Regions from separate parts of the Sus scrofa genome. Here all the other regions are linked to region 1. Evidence: chromatin contacts called from public HiChIP or PLAC-seq data. All regions are on one chromosome and are shown on one strand. The core of a region is the stretch at or near the end of the contact, and the rest is flanking DNA. Distances in the headings are between cores, read along the strand shown. Region 1 holds the start of PSMD7 (26S proteasome non-ATPase regulatory subunit 7). Region 2 holds the start of CHTF8 (chromosome transmission fidelity protein 8 homolog). Region 3 holds the start of VPS4A (vacuolar protein sorting 4 homolog A). Region 4 holds the start of TERF2 (telomeric repeat-binding factor 2).

Region 1 (4,962 bases), core at 1,555-4,054:
CCAGCTGTCTATTTATTTTTAATTTTTATTTTCTATCACTAGCTGCCTATTTTAATTGTTTTACTACAATACAGCTATTAGTTTGTCTATGTACTGTCTATAGTTGCTTTCTTGTTATATGAGCAGAAGTGAGCAGTTGCAATGGAGACCATATGGCCTGCAAGTTTAAAAATATTTACTATCCAGTAGTCTAAACTAAAATTTAAACTAATTTAAAACTTTAAGCTATTTTAACTAATTTAAAATTCTGAAACAGAATCTCTTGGTTGTAGTAAAAAATGGAGACCACAAAAGTTTCTCTCTTTTAAAAGGTAACTGACATTTTAACAAGATGCAGAAAAAAAGTAAAATTGTCTATTTTTTTTGAAAAATTGAGGTATAATTGACAAATGTTTCTTTTACCTGCAAAACTGTTGGATACATCAAGTACTTTCTTTTGCCATGACCCCAAAAGCACACCAACAACACGCTTCTGGTTTCCAACCTTGCCTATTCTAAATGAAAAAACAGAAGGTCAGTCTGGATGAGCACAGACAGAAGTGGACTCAACAATAAGATGCCCAACAGGAAATATCAATGGTACACACACTGGCTTAGCTGAGAACTAATCCCACTAAACAAAAGTAATAGGTTAGGCCTTAATAATTAATTTCTAATGAATATAACGGGTAATTCACGAACTTGGTACACTGGCAGCTTTACTCACTCCTGACTGCAAATTAATACATGCCTGGAAAAAAATCTCAAACTTGTATAGACATTTAAAATGGAGAAAGTGAAAACTCCCCAGATCTTGGTGTCTTAAATGTTATACAGTTGGTGTTTGGTTACACATTAATGTTACCATATTTAACTTCAGTTTTTCTTTGCAGCTTGTCTTTCTCTTTTAAACTTTCCCCATCTTCTCTAGCCTCAAATCGTTTCAGGGATAAAGATACTAAAGTAGATCCAGTTTTATGGCCCACCTTGCCAACGCTTCCCCGGAGCATCTATTCTGTCAACAATTTCCACTAGATGTTTTTAACTCTTTGTATCAAATAGAGGCTCAGAAAACCATTCCGATCCAGAGGCATTTGTGTGCCATTTGTGGTCCCTCTGAATGGCTTAATGAGGCAGAAGCTGGAAGTGAGCTGGTGACTAATCATGCTGGTAGGAGGGCTCAATGAATGAGAAAGACTATTTCAGAATTTCTCCATATCAAACCTCATCAGTGATTCTGTCTTAAGGAACTACAACTGTTTTGCTTACATAATCTAATTTCATTGGTTTTCATGTAGAATTCTCCTTTAACCATTAACAAATGAGACATACAGAAACAATACAATTCTATGTTCAAAGCAAAGACAAAAGCCACTGTGAAATGAAGTACAATTCCTTAACAGCTGCTGCTTTCACAATGATTTAACTGTATTTATCAAAACATATGGTTTGGCAAATTTATAAATGCTTACTATATTTAGGGTTTGGATGAAACAAAGTTAAGGATTTTCTATTCTGGTGGTTCTTGTTTTTTTGGAAATCTCTGCTTAAAGGAAACTTCCACACTCAGGGCTTTTCTTCTGATCTACAAAAATCCATCTGCCTTCTTAAAAACACTACAACTGTTATCTGACAGAGCAGCTCACAGTGTCTGCCTGCACTAGGCCCTTAGCAAGTGTTTGTTGAACTTACAGAATAGAACTGAAATGATCCCTCCCTTAGCACCTCTAGTATCCTACAGGAGAAAAACAGTAATTATTTTTAGTGCGATAGCTTGCATATCCTGTTAGGCTAAGGCTCCTACAAAGCAACAGAACTGAAATGGGGACCCTAAACCTCACAGGAGTCTGGAGTTTGTTTTGAAGAAGCTGTACAAAGCAAGTTGCAAGAGAATGAGCACTTAGCAACTCTGACTTTACAGCAAATGCTCCCAACTGGGTCTTGCAGTTTTCCAAATCAAGTAACTATCTGGTAAAACTTCTGAACACGTGTAACAGGTCCAGCGAGACGAACAGCTCACAAACAAGCAAGCAAAGGCGGAAGAAACATCTGTGGGATGTTACCTTATTCATTAATGCCCAAATCTCCAACTGGTCTCATTAAAAACAAAATAATACAAAGAACAAAACCCAAAGCAGACTTGACACCTCATCTACATTTTAAGCTGTCGTCAAACACGATTCCCACTTCGAAACTCTCACAAGTTAAAACCACAGCTCTTCCAGGCGCTGAGACCAGAATTTCGCTGACAGCCTTCACAGGCAAAAAGCGCGAGTCTGAAGGGCTTTACTACGAGACATCAAGTCTTTTTGGCAAAAGGGGGCGGACGAAGTGACAGACGGGCACGAGGCCTGGGAATCAAGGCCAAGAGAAGCTTCCCAGACTCTGGCATCGAACGGACTAGGTAAAAGGAACCAGCAGCCCAGTTCCCGGAGCGTCGGCTGGGCGGCGTGGGAGACAATGCCAGGTGTCTTGGGCTTCGCGAAAGGAGGTTGGTCTGGGACCCTCGGCGACTCAGGGCCCTCCTGGTCCATCAGCGCCCCCGCGGCCGCCGCGCAGTCCCCAGCGCGCCCGTGACTCAGCAGCGGCGGCGCCACCGGCCCGGGTAGGCCGCCCCGTGTCGCCCGCTCACCGATTGAAATGATCCACCACACTCAGCAGCACCAGGGGGTGGACCACCACCTTCTGCACAGCCAGCTCCGGCATCGCGACACACCCCGCCCGCCAGGCCCTGCTCCCCGCGACCCGCAAACGCCGGCGGCCAGAGCGGCAGCGACTCTTTGGGATCCTCCAGGCCCGGCTCCTCCTCTTCCGGCTGGGCCGCTGCCGCGCGGCCCCTTCTTCCGCTCCCAGGGTGCTGCGCGCGCCGGGAGCGGGCTGTCGCTCCCGCTGCCAACTTGAGGAGGGCAAGTTCCCGGGAGGCGGAATCCGCCTCAGGTGACTGGCTGCGAATTTCCGGGGTCTTGATAGCTAAAGGGACACTGGAGACGTTAGAGGTTGACCTCCTGGTGTTTCGCTTGTACCGTTACCCACGGTGGCTTTTCGCTTCCATGCCTTCCCAACTCCCCTCCCCCATCGGAAATCTCGAGAAAATACTAAGAAAAAAATGTAAACAGTGATATGTAGTAGTTCCACCATTCAGCAAATGTTGACCTTTGCTTCTAGTCAGAGTCGTCTACAATTTCTTAGAGGAACTAATTTTAAGTCTCCAGCATTAGGGCATTCCCTTTAAGTAGATATGATAGTTTATCTCATTATCATCTTGTCAGGGAATTTCTCCTTAGTCTTCGCTATAGATGATAAGCAAACAATCAGCCTGTCTGTATTTTTCCACCTATCTTTATATTACTTACCATTTAACAAAGGATAGAATAATGCCGTTTGTGCCTAGAGTCAGATCATTCATACAGGTTGATGTTCAAATAAAAACTTAGAAAAAGATTGAAAAAGATGGGAAGCAAGAAGAAAATGTGTTTTCATTTTTCGCTGAGAAAGAGAAAAAATACTAAAAGGGGAAATGTAGAAAAAATACTAAAAGGGGAAATACTAAAAATACTAAAAGGACTTAAGGTTATTTGCAGAAAGACGCAAATGACTTAAAATCCATGCAAGTTTAGTCGCCGGACTGACTTATAAGTTGCTGTTTCTGTCAACAAAAATAATACTTACGCAACTTGAATTATTTAGTTACTGTTCATCCTCTTTTTAAACACCTTTTACCTCCCTGGGTCACGGAGGATCTGACCTCTCTGAAAAATGACCAGGAGATTTTGCTCTGAATCTTAGCCACCTTCCAGTATAGTCAGGGAGCTTTTGATATTCTTTATGGATTTTACCCCTCACTTTTATTTCATGTACTCTTCCTACTTTTGAGAACACTGTTTTGTATTTTCCTCGTTTTTTAAAGTGTTTTTGATTTGGCTATCAGGTGATTTCTGCTACTTCTTAAGATAATAGAACTTGTAAATTGAGAACATTTAAGTCAGCCCCATTGTGAGTTAAAGCATGCTTGCTGGTGTTTAAAGTAGATTCTCTTGTTTCATCTCTTGTGTGATGCTGTTCAACAGAGGGTAGACATAGATCTGTTAGACAAAGAGCTTGGAGTCTAAAGGAAGAATTTTGGGCGGCTAAAATATATAAAGACTATAAGGAAGACAACTTAAAATCATAATGTATTTTCCATGTTGCCCTATTTTTTTTCTTTTTCTTTTTTTTTAAAGTGGAACTGACTTGAAATCATAACTGATTTTGTAGCCACTTCTAGGGAAGGAATTCATTCGGCTGAATACAGAGGGAGATATAAGAAATCTAATTTCTTTTGTTCATTTAATTCTGGGCTTTAAGAGGATCTGATGAGAGCATAAGGATAATAATTTTCTTTTTTTAAAGAAAAATATTATTTAATTTGCTTTCTATTGAAGTATAGTTAATGTACAGTGTTATATAAGTTATAGGTGTACAATATAGTAATTCACAAATTTTAAAGATTATATTCCATTTGTAGTTATTATAAAATATTGGCTAAATTCCTCATGTTGTACAATATATCCTCGTTGCTTATTTTATAATAATACCTTATACCTCTCAATCCCCTACCCATGTCTTTCTTTTTTAGTGTTAAATTCTCCTTTCCTCATATTTATTGAGATGTTACTCACACATAACATGTAAGTGTAAGGTGTGTAATATAGTGGTTTGCTACACATACATATTGCAAAATGATTACCATAATAAGTTAGTTAATACTTCTATCACCTCACATAATTACTATTTTCTTTTTGTGGTGAGAACATTTCAGAGCAACTTTCAAATATGTAACACAGTGTTGTAAACTGTAGTCATCATACTTGACCTTGGAGCTCCATCTTGTAATCGTAAGTTTGTACCCTTTGACCGACAACTCCCGTATCCCTGCTCCCAGCCTCTGGCAACCACTATTATTATTCTACTATTTCTGCAAATTCAGCTTTCTTTCAGTTGTAC
Region 2 (4,962 bases), core at 1,828-4,327, 770 kb before region 1:
AGCCAGAAAGTGGTAGCGGGGGAATGTCCTCTCCAGCATTTCTCTAACACAGCCCCTCCTCCAGTGAGTCTGTACCGAGAACTTCATGTCGCCTTTCTCAAAGCATCTCTCACAAGATGGCAAAAAAACCACCTATGAGGAAGATCTTATAGCTTGCCATCAAAGTAACTATGACATTCGAGTGGTAGGCAGTTAAAAACAAGCCTATAAGGCAAAATAACCCAAAAGGACAGAGGACATTCTCTATCACTGAATCATCTAATCTACAAAATTTATCCATTGGTTTCTGCATTGTTAAGATTACTGTCTTACAGAGAGCATGAGCAATGATCCTCGTAATGGTAACTGTCCCCCAAATAAAGTGCAGCAGAAGATTAACAGAACACAAAGCGTTTACTGAAACAAGGGGCTTTGACTCAACTGTTTAACCTAATTATAAGTAGTTTACAAGTAATTTTATTGGAGCTAAATGATGTCTTTTAAGTTTTTATTAGACCCTTTCAATCAGTTTTTTTTTTAAGGGAATAAAAGCTTTAACTTTACATTTCTTCATTTCAAAAATTATTTTTATTAAAAAAAATTAAATACATGAAAAAGGCTGCAAACTGCTGGGTCAGCAATTAGGATTTATTGGAGTTCCCGTCGTGGCGCAGTGGTTAACGAATCCGACTAGGAACCATGAGGTTGAGGGTTCGGTCCCTGCCCTTGCTCAGTGGGTTAACAAACCGGCGTTGCCGTGAGCTGTGGTGTAGGTTGCAGACAGGGCTCGGATCCCGCGTTGCTGTGGCTCTGGTGTAGGCCAGTGGCTACAGCTCCGATTCAACCCCTAGCCTGGGAACCTCCATATGCCGCGGGAGCAGCCCAAAGAAATAGCAAAAAGGCAAAAAAAGAAAAAACAATTAGGATTTATTAAGCTCTAATTCAGTCCCAGGGACTACTTGTGTTTACCGCTAAGTGAGAACTTAGGTGTCATACCTCGTTTCTGTGATCCTGCCACTTACTTTGTAAGACGGGGTAATTTAATGTTTCAGTTTCTTCACCAATAAATTGGGCATTAAAAAAAGAACCTGTCTCAAAGGGTTGTTGTGAACACTGAATGTAGTCTTCAGCACACCGCCTAACACACATAAGCCTTTTAGGGTCAAGCTATTGATCACCTGGAGGAATACGCCATTTTCTTAGTACATGTTCAATAAAATGTCTTTATGCTATCTATTATTCTAATGTTTACAATGGACTAAAACATCCTATGAAAACAGCAGGTTATCAGAATAAAATCAAGTTTACAAAATGGGAGAACAATTCAAATATGGCAGTCAGGGTTCACCAAACTGCTCCAGAAATTAAGTTCCGGAAGGTTTCTTTTTCTTAGCATGATAACTGCTTCTCTGTGTGCCTTTCCATCAAATGAACTCATGAACTTCTACATACAATTTAAAACAAATTACTTTTATTAAGGATGTTTCTGAGGTTTCATGACTGAAGGGGATAGTCTAAGTTTCAAAGGGAAGATCTTGACAGGCTTATGTTACGTCATTTAGTGCTAAAATCTAGTTTCTAAATGAGAAGCTTTATCTCCTCCAAAAAGGGGTTATGGAGGGCAGTGGAATTGAATGCTTCCAAACTTTTCGTCAGTGAAGAGTGTGTTCAAAAACGTGTGTGTACACTATGCATATACGTGGTACTTTCCCATCACATTTTAAGATTCCCATGATGGAGGGAATCAATTACTGGTATCTGTAGACAATGGGGTGGAAAAGATGGCTTCGGTCGATCTGAGTTACTCCAGTTTTCTCCATCTTCTGCTACTCTGCAGCCCCTCTACCCTTCCTCTTACTGCTGTAGCGTACTATCTTCCCCAAAGCCCCTTCCTTTACATAGCATTGCTTGAGGCCTCCCTCTGTACTGGGTTTTCCTCCCACAGGCTCCCCACCTTCTCCACCCTCTCCGCTGGCCCCCTACCCGCCTTCAATTTGAGCTACTAACACTTCCCATTCCTAGCCCCGCCCACTTTCTGGACCTCTCAATCCGCTTCCCCTCTCTTACCCAACCCCCTCCAAAATACCCCCACACTTTCTCTAGGACCTCTTACCCAGATGTTTAACCCTTTCTCTTATCTCCCAAGTTAAACATTCTTTATGCCGCCTTTCTCCACATCCCCCCCTCAGAATAGTCTTCCCAAACCATTCACTCTCCTCCCAAAGGCTGCTCTAAAAACGTTATTCCTACCACCCTCATTCTTCCCTATTTCCCCCCTCAATTCCAAAGTACTTCGCCCCTCTAGGACCGACCCCACCCGACTCTTCTCCCGTCTCTTACTCCGCCCACAAAAGAACCTGGATCATCCGCCAGACTGTCTCCTCCTTCCAACCATCCTCGCAGTTATCGCTTTCAGGAGCCTTTCCTCCACGATTTAAAATGTCCCCTCGAAAGAACCTCAGAGTCCTACCCCACACTAAGTCCCCTTTCTGGTATTCCCACTGCTTCCTAGATTCCAGTTCTACCCGACTCCCGAAAGCATCGCGTGCTGGGCTCCTTCACCACCCAGGGAAGAGCCCCTTTCCGCACATACCTCGAGGTTCCGGCCTGCGCCGCCCCCTTATCCGTCCTCCGCCCGCGCTCGGCCACTCTTTCCGCCCTTCTCCCGCTCCGCCCTGCTCGCACCCTTCTTTCCATCCGCCTTCCGACTCCACACCGCTTCCTTCCCCACAATTCCCAGCCCTCCTACTCCGGGGGCCCCTCTGGGTCGCCCCCACCTCTGCGCGGCCCTCCCCGCTCCCCTCCCCCTTCCCGACCGCCCCTCCCCCGCCCGGCGCTCCCCGCCCCTCGGCTCGCCATTCTTCTCAGCGAGCCGCGCGCCCCGCCCGGCCCCAGCTCCCTAGCTTCCCGCTCCCTCGAACCCTCAACCCCATCCCCGGCTCGGCCCTCGCTCCCCGCGGCCTCCCACGCTCCCTGCCCGCGGCCTGACCTGCAATGGCGGCCGCCGAGCGCGGCGCCGCGCGGCCAACGGGCGACAACCGAACCTCCCGCCGCCGTCGCCGCCGCCGCGAGCACTGCCTGCGCACTTCCGGCCTTGCGCCGCGAGCACTTCCGGGGCAGAGCACGCGAGCGCGCGCGCACGTGGGGCCGGGCGGAGAGAGGGACCGCCAAGAGTAGTGAGCCCTTCCGCGGGTGAGTTGGGCAGGGGGCGGGAAGCGGGGGTGACGGGAAGAGTTGGAACTGGTGCTGCCTGCACTAAGTCGACGCCCCGCGGAGCTCGTCGATTCCCTAGTGTCGAAGTCGGGTGGGGGCTATTCCGGAGAGAGAAGGGGCGAAGGAGCCCTCGCGCGTTTCATACGCCCTCCTAGCCTGGTCAGGCCGAGGTCGCCTGCTCTGCAGACAGGTTTCACACACCTTGAAGGGAAACGGACAAGGGGTGAACCAGACCCGAGTGTGTATATTGAGGGCAGCAGAGCGCGGAGTAGGGGAGTAGTTGACAGATGCCGGACCAGTCCCGTCGCTTCCTCCTATTGAGAAGCTCTGGGTTCTTCCTGTTCCATCAGCCCCCACTGTCAATACCGTAGTTGAGTCTGTGATTTGCAAACTTAGCATGCCAAAGAGATAGAGGTATTTGCCAATGTGCAGATTCTTAATCGGTCTCCCCCACCTCCCCGCCACCCGCCAAGAGGTTGGAATTCTGGAGCTATGGAATAGGACCCATAATCCTGCATTTTTTAAAGCCGGTTTTAGAGATAATTTTGATACAGGAGTTCTGCAGATCTAACTTTGAGAGACTTTTAGTCTGTCAACATGTTTTGCCTCTTTTTTTATTCTCCTCTTTACCACCCCCACTCTCAGAAGCCCCACGCACAAAATACAAAGATACAGGAAGACTTTAATTCTACCTCAAATACAACTGAAGCTCTAATTGACCCACGCAAGTGCGCCTCCCAGTTAGAGAATGAGGTTATATTCAGTGTTTTGCTCTAAGATCAGGTTTTTAGATTCTTCTCCTTTTCCTGGACCACTTCCTTCAATGAGTTGTCAGGATTGCTAGGAATCTGAGTGATGCTTTATGTGTTGCTCTTTTTTCTGTTGAAGAGTCCTGAGCTTCTGGAGATTGATAGATTCTGTATGGGTCACGAAAGCATCATTAAGTGGATGTTTAGAAATGAACCTCTGTGGGATATAGCTGAAGTCTTCTACCTATACCAGTGGTTAAATAAACAATATGTGTGTCATACTGTGGTTGATGTTTTAACAATAATTCTCTTTTTCCCCTCTAGGAATGGGTGAATTTAAGGTCCATCGAGTACGTTTCTTTAATTATGTTCCATCAGGGATCCGTTGTGTGGCTTACAATAACCAGTCGAACAGATTGGCTGTTTCACGAACAGATGGCACTGTAGAAATTTATAATTTGTCAGCAAACTACTTTCAGGAGAAAGTAAGTCATTTGGGAGCCTGATTTGGTGGTTTTGATGTCATTTTTTTTTTCTTTTTTTTGTTCATTTTACAAAACCTTGTGTGTCTTTTATATACAAAGAGATCAAAAGAAAGTGGCTCTTCCACCTCTCTCCCAAGTTGTTTAGAACCACAGAAGTTCTGTAGCAAATATGTAGTTTTTTGCCTGACTAATGAGCTTAGAGTTTTGATCTGTGTAATGTGAGTTAGAAAGATCCCACCTAGGAATTGTGGTGCACTGTGTCACAGTTTGGAAACTGAGATTTGTTATATTTGTTGGGCACAGCAAGAAGGGAAATTGTCAACACCATTGCTTCATATCAGTCTCTGCAGATTATAACTTCGACAAAGTGGCATTTCCTGCTCTAGGTGTCAGTACTCATTTCATTGTCAGTTCAGGACAAATGATGAGGTAGTTCCCACTGGGGTACAGTAGGTTAAGAATCTGGCTATAGGGGAGTTCCCATCATGACGCAGTGATTAACGAAAAGAACCTGACTAGGAACCGTGGGTTGCAGG
Region 3 (4,962 bases), core at 1,374-3,873, 620 kb before region 1:
ACTTGTGGTTACCAAAGAGGAAGAGAGGGGAAGGATAAATTAGGAGTTTGGGATTGACATATATATATATCTGGCAACGCCAGATCCTTAACCCACTAAGCAAGGCCAGGGATCAAACCGACAAACTCATGGTTCCTAGCTGGATTCATTTCTGCTGTGCCACAAAGGGAACTCTCCGGCTAGTATCTTGATATTGATCTTCCAGCTTCCAGAACTATGAAAAAACACATTTCTATTGTTTAAGCCACCCCTTCCATGATGGAATCTTGTGATGGCAGCCCTAGCAGGCTATCACAAACCTGTCTAATTATAGGGACTTTTCATTTTAATTCCATCTTCAAAATTGCACAACCTACCAAATATGTGGGAATAATATGTTCTTAAGTTCCCTGGAGTTCCCATCATGGCTCAGTGGTTAATGAACCCCCGTCTTCATGGATACTAATCAGGTTTGTTACTGCTGAACCACATCAATACCCCCCCCATGGGTTTCTTAAACATGCTGAACTCTTTTTTTTTTTTTTTGTTTTTAGGGCCACACTTACAGCATGTGGAGGTCCCCAGGCTGTGGGTCGAATCGGAGCTGTAGCCACCAGCCTACACCACAGCCACAGCAATGCTGGATCCTTAACCCACTGAGCGAGGCCAGGAATCAAACCTGAGTCCTCGTGGATACTAGTCAGGTTCAGTTACCACTCAGCCAGGACGGGAACTCCATGCTGAACTCTTAATAACCATCAAAAAATCCACCGTGGACCCACAACTCCTGCAGCAATTGCCCTAGGCCTCCCTTCCTTTTCCTCGAACTTGCTGAAAGAGTTGTCCCTCCTCATGGACTGCATTTCCTCATGACCCACTCCCGCCAGACCCCCTGCGGTATGGCGTCTGCCTCCATCACTTGAATGAAACATCTCTGGCTGAGATCATTGGTGTTTCATGTCCCTGTCTGCCTTCTCAGCTGCTTTCAGAGCTCCTCTCCTCCTTATCAATATTCCTCCCCCGACTTCCACGACAGTCTTCTGGCTGTCTTAACTCTCCAGCTGTCTTTCTGAGCTTCCTTTGCAGGCTCACCCTCCTCTGGTCAGCCAACAAACCTTCAGGCTCTGTCCTAGGCGCTCCCCTCACCTCTCTCTACACTCCATTCTCCCCTAGGAGATCTCATTCCAATATCCACAGCTTCCAATATCTAGCTGGCACGTGATGTTTACACAGAGATGTTTCAAAGGCACCTGAAACTCACCATTTCCCTCACTCCTCTGCCCCCCAAACCTGGTCTTTGTCCTGTATTCCCCATCTCAGTGGCATGACCATCCATCCAGTCACTAAGCCAGCAACCCAGGAGTCATCCCTGTCCCCTCCTGCCCCTACTACTTCTCAGCATAACCCATATCCAATCCATTTCCAAGAGCTTATGATTTATCTTCCAAAAACCTCTCTATTCTGTCTATGTCTCTACACGGACCTCCCCCTAGTCCAAGCTGTCCTCACTCTTCTGTACTATAGCAGTAGCTTCATGTGCAATAGCCAGCCAGCCCATCCCTGCAATCCGCTCTCCCTATGAGGGTACAGTCATCTAGACAATTAAAAAAAGAAGTTTCCCGTTTATCTTAAGGCCAAAAATCTTTACCAAGGCCACACGTCCTGGCCCCTGTCCATCTCCCCAGCATCAGTTCACATCATACGTCCACTCATTTTCTTCTCTCTGGCTACCTGAGCCTTCTTCTAGCTTTCTAAATTCTACCAGTGGCCTCCTCATGCCTCAAAGCCTTGGCACAGGCTATTTCATCAACCTGGAGTACTCTTCCCGCCCCCACCCCAGCCCTCAAGCCCCCAATTAAAAGGGAGCCTCTCCTGACCTTGGGCAGACTGCCTTTTAGATGCTCACATAGCACGTGGGACTTCACGCCCAGGCCTCAACGGGTTTATCACCTCCTGATGAACTTCATTGTTTTCCTGAGATTGTAGGCTCCCCTAGAGCTGTTTTGATCATTGCTGCGTTCCAAAAACTAGTACATAGTAGATATTTACAAAATATTGTTGAATGAATGAATGTGAACAACCAATCTGCTATGCTGAAGTTCACATGGGTAGAGGCCCCAGCTTTGAAGGTCTAAGAAAATCTCTTTTCTAAGGACAAAAGTAGAAGAGTTAGTATTTAGAAAGGAAAACAAAGCTGGCTTTAAACAGAGTCATTGGCATCATAATAACAGTTACCAGGGACTGAGCCCACAGTGTGGGATACACTGCTATTAGTTGGCTCATTCACTTCCTCCCCAAGGCCGATAAGGTAGCTTCTAATTATTATTATTACGGTGCCTATTCAACATCAGGAACCCAGAGGTCTGGGGAGTCAGGCTTATTGTGCGAGTTAACTGCCATTTAGGTGCTCTTTTATTCAGGTGGGTCCGGGACTTCAGAATTCCACTCCGCTCTGGCCCCGCCCGACCCGGCCACGCCCTCGGCCCCGCCCCCGGCCACGCCCCCGGCCCGGCCCTCGTCCCACGGCGACCCCGCCCCGGCCCCCAAGAGGCCATGGGGAGCGGAGCCTGCAGTGCCGGCGTGGCCGCCGGGGGGCAGCCGCGCGGCTCGGGCCCGACCGCTCTGGGCTGCGCTCCTCGCTCACCCACGGACTCGGCTCCGGCTGCGAGAAGCCACCTTACCCGCGCCCAGCGCCGACCCGCCGCGCTCCCCGCGCCGGAGCAGCCCCTCGGCTCCCGGGGCCGGACCGAGGCCCCAAGCAGCGCCGCGAGGTGTGGGGCGAGCCCAGGAGATGAAATGACAACGCCAACCCTCCAGGTACCTCGGCACGGCCCGTCTTGGCCCGGCCCGGCTTGCGGAGGCCGAAGGAGGGCGGCGGGGCCTGTGGGCGGGCGGGCGGCCTCTTCAGAGCCCGGGCCTCGCGGCCCCCGCCCCATCGCCCTCTCGTCGCCTCCGCGCGTTTCTGTTTTCACGCGCTCGGAGCTAAGGGTAGCCTTCTGTTCAGAAAGCCCGGCCCCGAGGCCGCTATTTGTGACTGGAGTCCCGGGACCGCCGTGGGGTTGAGCCTCATCCGGCCTCACGGGCTGGGGAAGCTCGGGCCTGGGGTCGGGTTGCCGGCTGTCCCTCCTCGTCGTCCTGCCTCCCTTCGAACAAGCCCTGGCTCCTTCCCATTTCCTCTTCTCGCCCAAAGACCCCTCATTCATTCTCTGGATCGGGAAGGGTGGTGCTGGGCTGGCGCCACCTGGATGCACGACTGACCCATCCTCCAGGTGCTGCCGGCCCTTATTGGACTGGGAAACATAAAACTTGTTTGTGCCTCGAACCTGAGTTTGGATCTCGGGTCTGCCACTTACTAGCATGTGACCTTGGGCTAGTTGGCTGATTTTGGAGTCTCGGGTGTCCTCTCAGTAAAATGGGTTAATACTCTGTAGGGTTCCTGTGATAGTGGCTCTAGATAGAGGACTTCGGTAAAGCATTTTTAACACAGTGTCTGCTACATCGCAAGCGGTCAGTAAGTGATGACAGACAGTGCTTGGGGGAGTTGGACAGGACGTCATGGAGGAAGAGGCATTTGGCCAGGCAGTCACAGAATGGGGGGCTGGGGATTCCTGCAGGTACCTGGAGGTGCAGGGGGAATGGTTACTGCAGTGGAGGAAAGAGGGGAACAGAGGCATGGAATTCTGGGGTACTAGGCCAGGATTTGCTGAAGTCCAAAGCCAGACCCCACCACCCACCAGCAGAAGCTCTCATTTGTTATCACAAGGGTCCACCATCATTGCCTGCAGATGCCACCTGCCTAGACACTCCGTATATGGCTTGTAAGCTAAGAATTTTTTAAAAAAAATTTAAACAAACAAACAAACAAACAGCCTTAGGAGTTCTCATTGTGGTTCACCGGGTTAAGAACCCGACATAGTGTCCGTGAGGATGCGAGTTTGATCCCTGGCCTCACTCAGTGGATTAAGGATCCAGTGTTGACGCAAGTTGTGGCGTAGGTTGCAGATGTGGCACGGATCTGGTGTTGCCATGGCTGTGGCTTAGGTCAGCAGCTGCAGCTCCAATTTGACCCCTGGCCTGGGAACTTCCATATGCTGTACATGCGGCCATAAAAAGAAAAAAATAAAAAAACCCCAGATTTATTAAAATGAAGTCACATGCCATACAGTTCATCCATTTAAAGTGTACAATTCATGGAGTTCCCATCGTGGTGCAATGGTTAACGACTCCGACTAGGAACCATGAGGTTGTGGGTTCGATCCCTGGCCTTGCTCAGTGGGTTAACGATCCGGCATTGCCGGGAGCTGTGGTGTAGGTTGCAGATGCTGCTTGGATCCGGCGTTGCTGTGGCTGTGGTGTCAGCCTGCAGCTGTAGCTCCGATTCGACCCCTAGCTTGGAAACTTCCATATGCTGCGGGTGCAGCCCTAAAAAGACCAAAAAAAAAAAAAAAAAAAAAAGTGTACAATTCAGGGAGTCTCTATTGTGGCTCAGTTGGTTACAAACTCAACTAATATCCATGAGGATTTGGGTTCAATCCCTGGCCTTGCTCAGTGGGTTAAGGATCCAGTGTAGCTGTGAGCTGTGGTATGGGTTGAAGATGCAGCTCGGATCCTCTGTTGCTGTGGCATAGACCGACAGCCGCAGCTACAATTCGACCCCAAGCCTGGGAACTTCCACGTGCTGTAGAAGCGGCCCTAAAAAAAGCAAAAAATAAAGTAAAAAAATTAAGTATACAATTGAGTGCTTTTACTATGTTCATAGTTGTGCAGCCATCACCACAATCACTTTTAGAACACTTTCATCACCCCCCCAAAAAAAACCCTTCAGCAGTCACCCCCAGTCCCTCTATCCCTCCCAACCCTAGGAAAACCACTAATATACTTTTCTGTCCCTATGCATTTGCCTATTCTGGCATTTCATATAAATGGAATCATAAAATACATGGTTCTGTGTGACTGGCTTCTTTCGCTTAACATAATGTCGTA
Region 4 (4,962 bases), core at 1,429-3,928, 560 kb before region 1:
TCTTCCCAGTCAAAAGATCCTTAGCTATTCTTAAAGTACACATGAATTTCTCCTCCCTTGCTAATATGACTTCTCTGGCATTTTATCTCCAACACAAACCTGACTTACCTATACTAAAAATCTATTCCTGTAGTCATTCCGCCTTGGAATTTTCTAAGCATTCTTTGCAAGACCTAAAGTAGTTCTTTCTTAAGGTCCTTAATGAATTAATAAAATATCTGCATCCCACACACAGTTTTTTTAACAGGATGTCTGAGTACTTAGCAGCACACAGCTGAAGGACAGAGAGGTTTTCTTTGCTAAGCAAGGTTTTATCCACACCCCTCTCCCAAGATCCCATCCTTTTAGGAAGTGCTCTTATCTTCTCTTACCAGTTTCCTTACTTTAACCACCAAGGCAGTGCTGAACTGAGCTGTTGTTCTTTAGTCCCCACCTCTGCATCTGCTTCCACACCCCCAGCCTTGGTTATTGGAAAAGAAAAAGCTTTTTCTGACTGGTTTCCATGGCCACTTCAATGTTTTAAATAAAAATAAGTTCCACTACTTGAAGCTACCTGAGCCATGACACAGTTCCAGTTCCAAATTCCTGGACACTCTACTAGCTTTTTTCTTGTCAAGAACACTGCCTGTATCAGCCTTCTACTATTACCGTTTTTCTAATTGGCTGATTATCCCAGCACCTCTGATTCTGTTTGTTCAAAGGGAAAGTTCCCTAAGCTTCTTTCTGCAATGGCATGAAAGAGCTCAAAGTCAGACCCAGATTTTCCAAGCTATTTCCAAGCTGTTCTCTTAGTTTATCATAAACAAGGGTGACCAAACCCTAGGCCAGTTATTTCTAGCCTTTCACGATGTTCCTGAATGGTACAACAACCTCCAAAATGTCAGTCTTCAATGCCAACTCACCTCCTGCATACTGTGGCCCCTCCTGCCAGGGATACCAGGAAGACCGCCAAAATCCCAAAAGCTGAGCACTGGCCATTAACAGTTCTTTCCAAGTCTGGGCTAGGAAGGGGTTGCCCAATGAGATAACATCTTTGTGTGTGTTACATGTTTGAGTGTGCACAGTGGCTCTCTGTCCATCTCTGTTTGTCCTCCACCCCACACAGAAAAGATAAGCACTGATTCTCTAAGACCTTTGATTTTTGTTAAAAAAGAAATTAAAATAGAGCCTTACAGCCTCCTTGACCAGTTTTCTACTGGATTCCACCACTGCCTCTGTCAGTGTAAATTCCGTTTTAATCATCTCCAGCACATTGATAGCTGATTCCAGTGGTGTGAGCTCAGCCTCCATATCAAAGGAACAGTCTAGGACAAAGAGCACAGTTTTCACTAACCTATTTTCTAAGGAGCAGAAGAATTATGTCCAAATATATATATATATACATATATATATATATCAAAAAGAAACATGCAAATATAGTTAAGATTTGCATTTAATTTGCTGGTATACTGGCTGCAGACTTACAAACATGTTAACGGTCCAGATTCAAATTAATGAATTTCAAGTGATTTTCAGTAATTTTCAAGACAGGTAAAAAAATTTATTTTTTAACACATTCATCTGCATCTAAATTTCAGCATACTCACATCTTCCTCAGATACAAATGGCCAGAAACTGAAGGCCGTTTTGCTAAACAGCTGTGAGGTTCAATTCCGGGGGAGAAAAAGTGTTCTTTAAAACACACCACTATGGAGGAAAAATGGTCATCTTCACATAACTCACTTCAGATAGCAACAAAGTTGGGGCGAGCAAGAAACAGGTGGGAGGAAATAAAAAAACAGAGAAAAGCAGCCAAGAGAATCCCAACTGTAGAAAACTAGAACTAGAGAATAAACTCATCCTAGAAGGAAAAAGACCACTGTATCGAAACATAGCAGCCCACTTTAATCGTGAATCTTTCAGTCCCGGATGTAAGTTTGAAAACAACATAACCCTAAATAAGCCCAGAAAAGAACATAAAAATAGCCATACCTAAATTCTCCCCTTCTTCAATGCGCGACAGACACTGCATAACCCGCAGCAGCCGAGACACGGTATGCTCCTTCCCCAAGGGCCTGACAAGCAAAGCTAGGAAAGAAGACATCGTTGGCACGGCGACCCCCAGCCCCGACGCTCGGGCCCCGCAGATCTCCTTCCCAGGAGCCCCCCAGCCTCCCTTTCCCGGCTCGGCCCTCACCCTGCATGATGTCCCGGATCTGCCTGAAGTCCTCGTACCGGCTACCCCGAAAGGCCCGCAGCGCCTCGTGGAAGTAGAACTTGAGCACCCAGCGGTTGACTGCCTCCTCCAGCCGCGCCTCCCCCGCGCCCCGCTCCGCGGCGCCCCCCAGCCGCGGCGCGTGGCGCCCCCGCCGAGCCCGCCCGCCGCTGCGGGACGTCCGCCTGCCTGCCGCCCGCCCGCTGCTATCGCTGCTCCCGCCTCCTCCCGCCATCGCGTCCGATCGCCGCGCGCCCTCCCCGCCCTCTCTGCCGGGACGCTTCCCCGACTGTGACGCCGCCGGGTCACGCACGACGCCCGGGCCGGAAGCAGGGCCTGCCGTCCCGGCTCCCGCGGCCATGATACGAACACCGTTCTGAGGCGCCCGCGGGCTTCTGGGAGGGAAAGGACCGGGGGCTCCCTGGCCCCCTCTCCGACTCCGTAGTTCCCGGTGTGTCGGCCGCAGTGCATTCTGGGACTTGAAGTTCACGGCAGCCAGATGGGTTAAACCAACCTAGGTTTGTGGTCAAATGTCAATTTCCCTCCGCTATTTTGTAACACTGTACTGGAGACTCGGGGCTATGTATAAAATATTGAAAAACAAAGGCGTGAAGTGTGTATTAAACATTTTTTAAATCGCGAAATGTAACATAGAGAGGAAACTTTGTTAAACAAGTTTACATTTTACTAAAGTAAAAGGCCAGTGTTAACCCAGTCGAGGTCAAGAAATAGAATATGGCCGGCACCACGAAACCCCTAGACATGTAAGACATATACGTTTTTAAAATTAGAAAAATAGCACATTTTGTTGTAGAACAATTGGAAGAAATAATGCAAAGCTTAACATTTAAGTCAGCCTTATCCCCACATGAAAAAACAAGCTGACATTTAGGTTTATAGCCTTCCAGTGTCTTTTGTATACCTTGTGTGTGTGTTTGTATACACACACAAAAAAACTAGAATTATGTTATATATATATTTTATAGAGCCTTTATTTTGCATTCAGCATCTAGTGGACATCTTTACATGTCACTAAATACTTTTTCTACAGTATCTTTAGCAGCTACATAGCATTCCAATATATGGGTGAAATGAAAGCCTCCTTTATATAAACCACTACTGTAAGGCGTTTAGGCTATTTAAAAATTTTGTAATTCTAGACAATCTAAATGTTAGAAAGATCCTTTTAACTATATCATTGCACAAATTCATAATTATTTCCTTAGAATAATTTCCTTTAAGTAGAACTACTGAGTCGAAGAATACACAGAGGAGTTTCCCTGGTGGCTCAGAGAGTTAAGCATCAGGCATTGCTACTGCTTGTGGCTCAGGTCACTGGTTTGACCCTTGGCCAGAGAAGTTCCGTATACTGCAAGCATAGCCAAGAAAAAAAAAATAGATTACACAGTAGAACAAAGATCAGGACATTCACTCATCAACCTTCCCTTTTACTATTGAACAAAGTGCAGACTCCTTAACATGACTTTTAAAGTCTGAAGAAGTTACCTATTTGCCAACCTCATTTTGGGCTCACTTTTCATATGTGTATGCACAACTTTTATCACTTCCTTTTCATCTACTACTCAGTTTGCTCAGAGCTTCATGTTGTCCATTCCAGCCTAAGGAAACCCTTCCTGTCCTTCAAACCTCACTTGAAGGACATTTCACCCTTTCTTGACTTTCTGAGTTATGTTAAATCCCTTTGGTGCTCCCTCCTTTGCCCCTCCTTCATCCTTCCTCAGCACTTCTGGGGCCACGTACTTTGTCTTCTTGTTTACCTTGCATCCCAGAACCTAGCTCAGGACATGTCACATTTCTTGAGGTTGGATTGAATTGAGTAGGCACATAAGTAAGGCTTTTAATACATGTTGAAAAACTGCCATCAGCAGATTATATTTACTGAAACTTAATTTCACATCCACCAGCAAACTGTATTTACTGAAATAGGGACATTCTTAGGGCTTCCTCACATTTCTTATGTATTTGTGTCATGATTTTCTCAATACGATACAGCAGACCACACAATCTTGTGACTGTGTGGGATACTCTGTCTGTGTTCTTTTCTTCCTTACTATCCCTGTAGATAGACCCGGAGAGGACTTTTTTAAAAAAATCACTTTTTCTCTCTTCTCCAAGTCTCTTTTTGTCCAACCCCAGTTGCAAATCCACTTCCAGCCTTCACTTTGCTGGACATGTTCTTAAAACTTACTTTGCACTTCTGTGATAAGTTTGCCGCATTGACCTTGGAAAGCCTATTCCCCATGTCTCCATTGGTTGTATCATTATCTTTCACATCCACTGTATCTTCCACAGGCAGGGGAATGAGTAAGGGGCATTTCCAAAGGACTGGGTAAGCTTGGCAGGGGTGTAGGAAGGAAGTGGGGACATAAGATGTGAGTCACCTATAGGTGTCTCTGATGACCCATAGGTGTCTCTGGTGACCTATAGGTGTCACCACCCATATCTGGACTAAATAGAGAAACCCCAGTTCTGGTGGGTGGGTGTGCCCCCTCCCTGAGAGGCCCAGTAACTGGTCTAGCTTCAAAGGCTGTTTTACCAGCCCCACCGGACTAGAATCAGCAGAGATCTAGTTTGGAGCCACTAAAGGACAACTCAGGAGGGCAAGTGGCAGCTTCATTGAGGATGTGAAATGACATGCTGGATCCTTGAATGAATTAGAGATGGACCTTAATTTGTATAGATCTTGGTCTGACAAAATCTCCAAATGGCGGACATTCCAGAATAGGAGAAGAGGCCTCTCAGTCTGA

What was found. HiChIP or PLAC-seq counts read pairs in DNA pulled down with a chosen protein or histone mark.
Region 2: an H3K27ac HiChIP or PLAC-seq map of alveolar macrophages shows a contact between it and region 1. The contact joins the promoter of CHTF8 here to the promoter of PSMD7 in region 1. A contact is called at or near these places in 1 of 5 promoter capture datasets (liver) and 1 of 2 datasets of contacts at active chromatin or transcription factors (alveolar macrophages).
Region 3: an H3K27ac HiChIP or PLAC-seq map of alveolar macrophages shows a contact between it and region 1. The contact joins the promoter of VPS4A here to the promoter of PSMD7 in region 1. A contact is called at or near these places in 1 of 5 promoter capture datasets (fetal liver) and 2 of 2 datasets of contacts at active chromatin or transcription factors (alveolar macrophages and skeletal muscle).
Region 4: an H3K27ac HiChIP or PLAC-seq map of alveolar macrophages shows a contact between it and region 1. The contact joins the promoter of TERF2 here to the promoter of PSMD7 in region 1. A contact is called at or near these places in 2 of 5 promoter capture datasets (fetal liver and liver), 7 of 47 Hi-C or Micro-C datasets (adipocytes, embryonic fibroblasts, fetal skeletal muscle and 4 more) and 2 of 2 datasets of contacts at active chromatin or transcription factors (alveolar macrophages and skeletal muscle).

The regions. Positions count from the first base shown.
Region 1 is chr6:17,045,262-17,050,223 of Sscrofa11.1, reverse strand. It overlaps PSMD7 (26S proteasome non-ATPase regulatory subunit 7), which reads right to left and starts at 2,804. Exons shown (of 7, transcript XM_021093860.1): 1 at 2,612-2,804; 2 at 403-494. The coding sequence starts at 2,685.
Region 2 is chr6:17,816,299-17,821,260 of Sscrofa11.1, reverse strand. It overlaps CHTF8 (chromosome transmission fidelity protein 8 homolog), which reads right to left and starts at 3,077. Exons shown (of 4, transcript XM_021093878.1): 1 at 2,969-3,077. UTP4 (U3 small nucleolar RNA-associated protein 4 homolog) reads left to right here and starts at 2,844. Exons shown (of 17, transcript XM_021093876.1): 1 at 2,844-3,171; 2 at 4,266-4,426. The coding sequence starts at 4,268.
Region 3 is chr6:17,667,213-17,672,174 of Sscrofa11.1, reverse strand. It overlaps VPS4A (vacuolar protein sorting 4 homolog A), which reads left to right and starts at 2,623. Exons shown (of 11, transcript NM_001243418.1): 1 at 2,623-2,796. The coding sequence starts at 2,776.
Region 4 is chr6:17,603,464-17,608,425 of Sscrofa11.1, reverse strand. TERF2 (telomeric repeat-binding factor 2) reads right to left here and starts at 2,678. Exons shown (of 10, transcript XM_003126908.4): 1 at 2,177-2,678; 2 at 1,972-2,067; 3 at 1,174-1,304. The coding sequence starts at 2,555.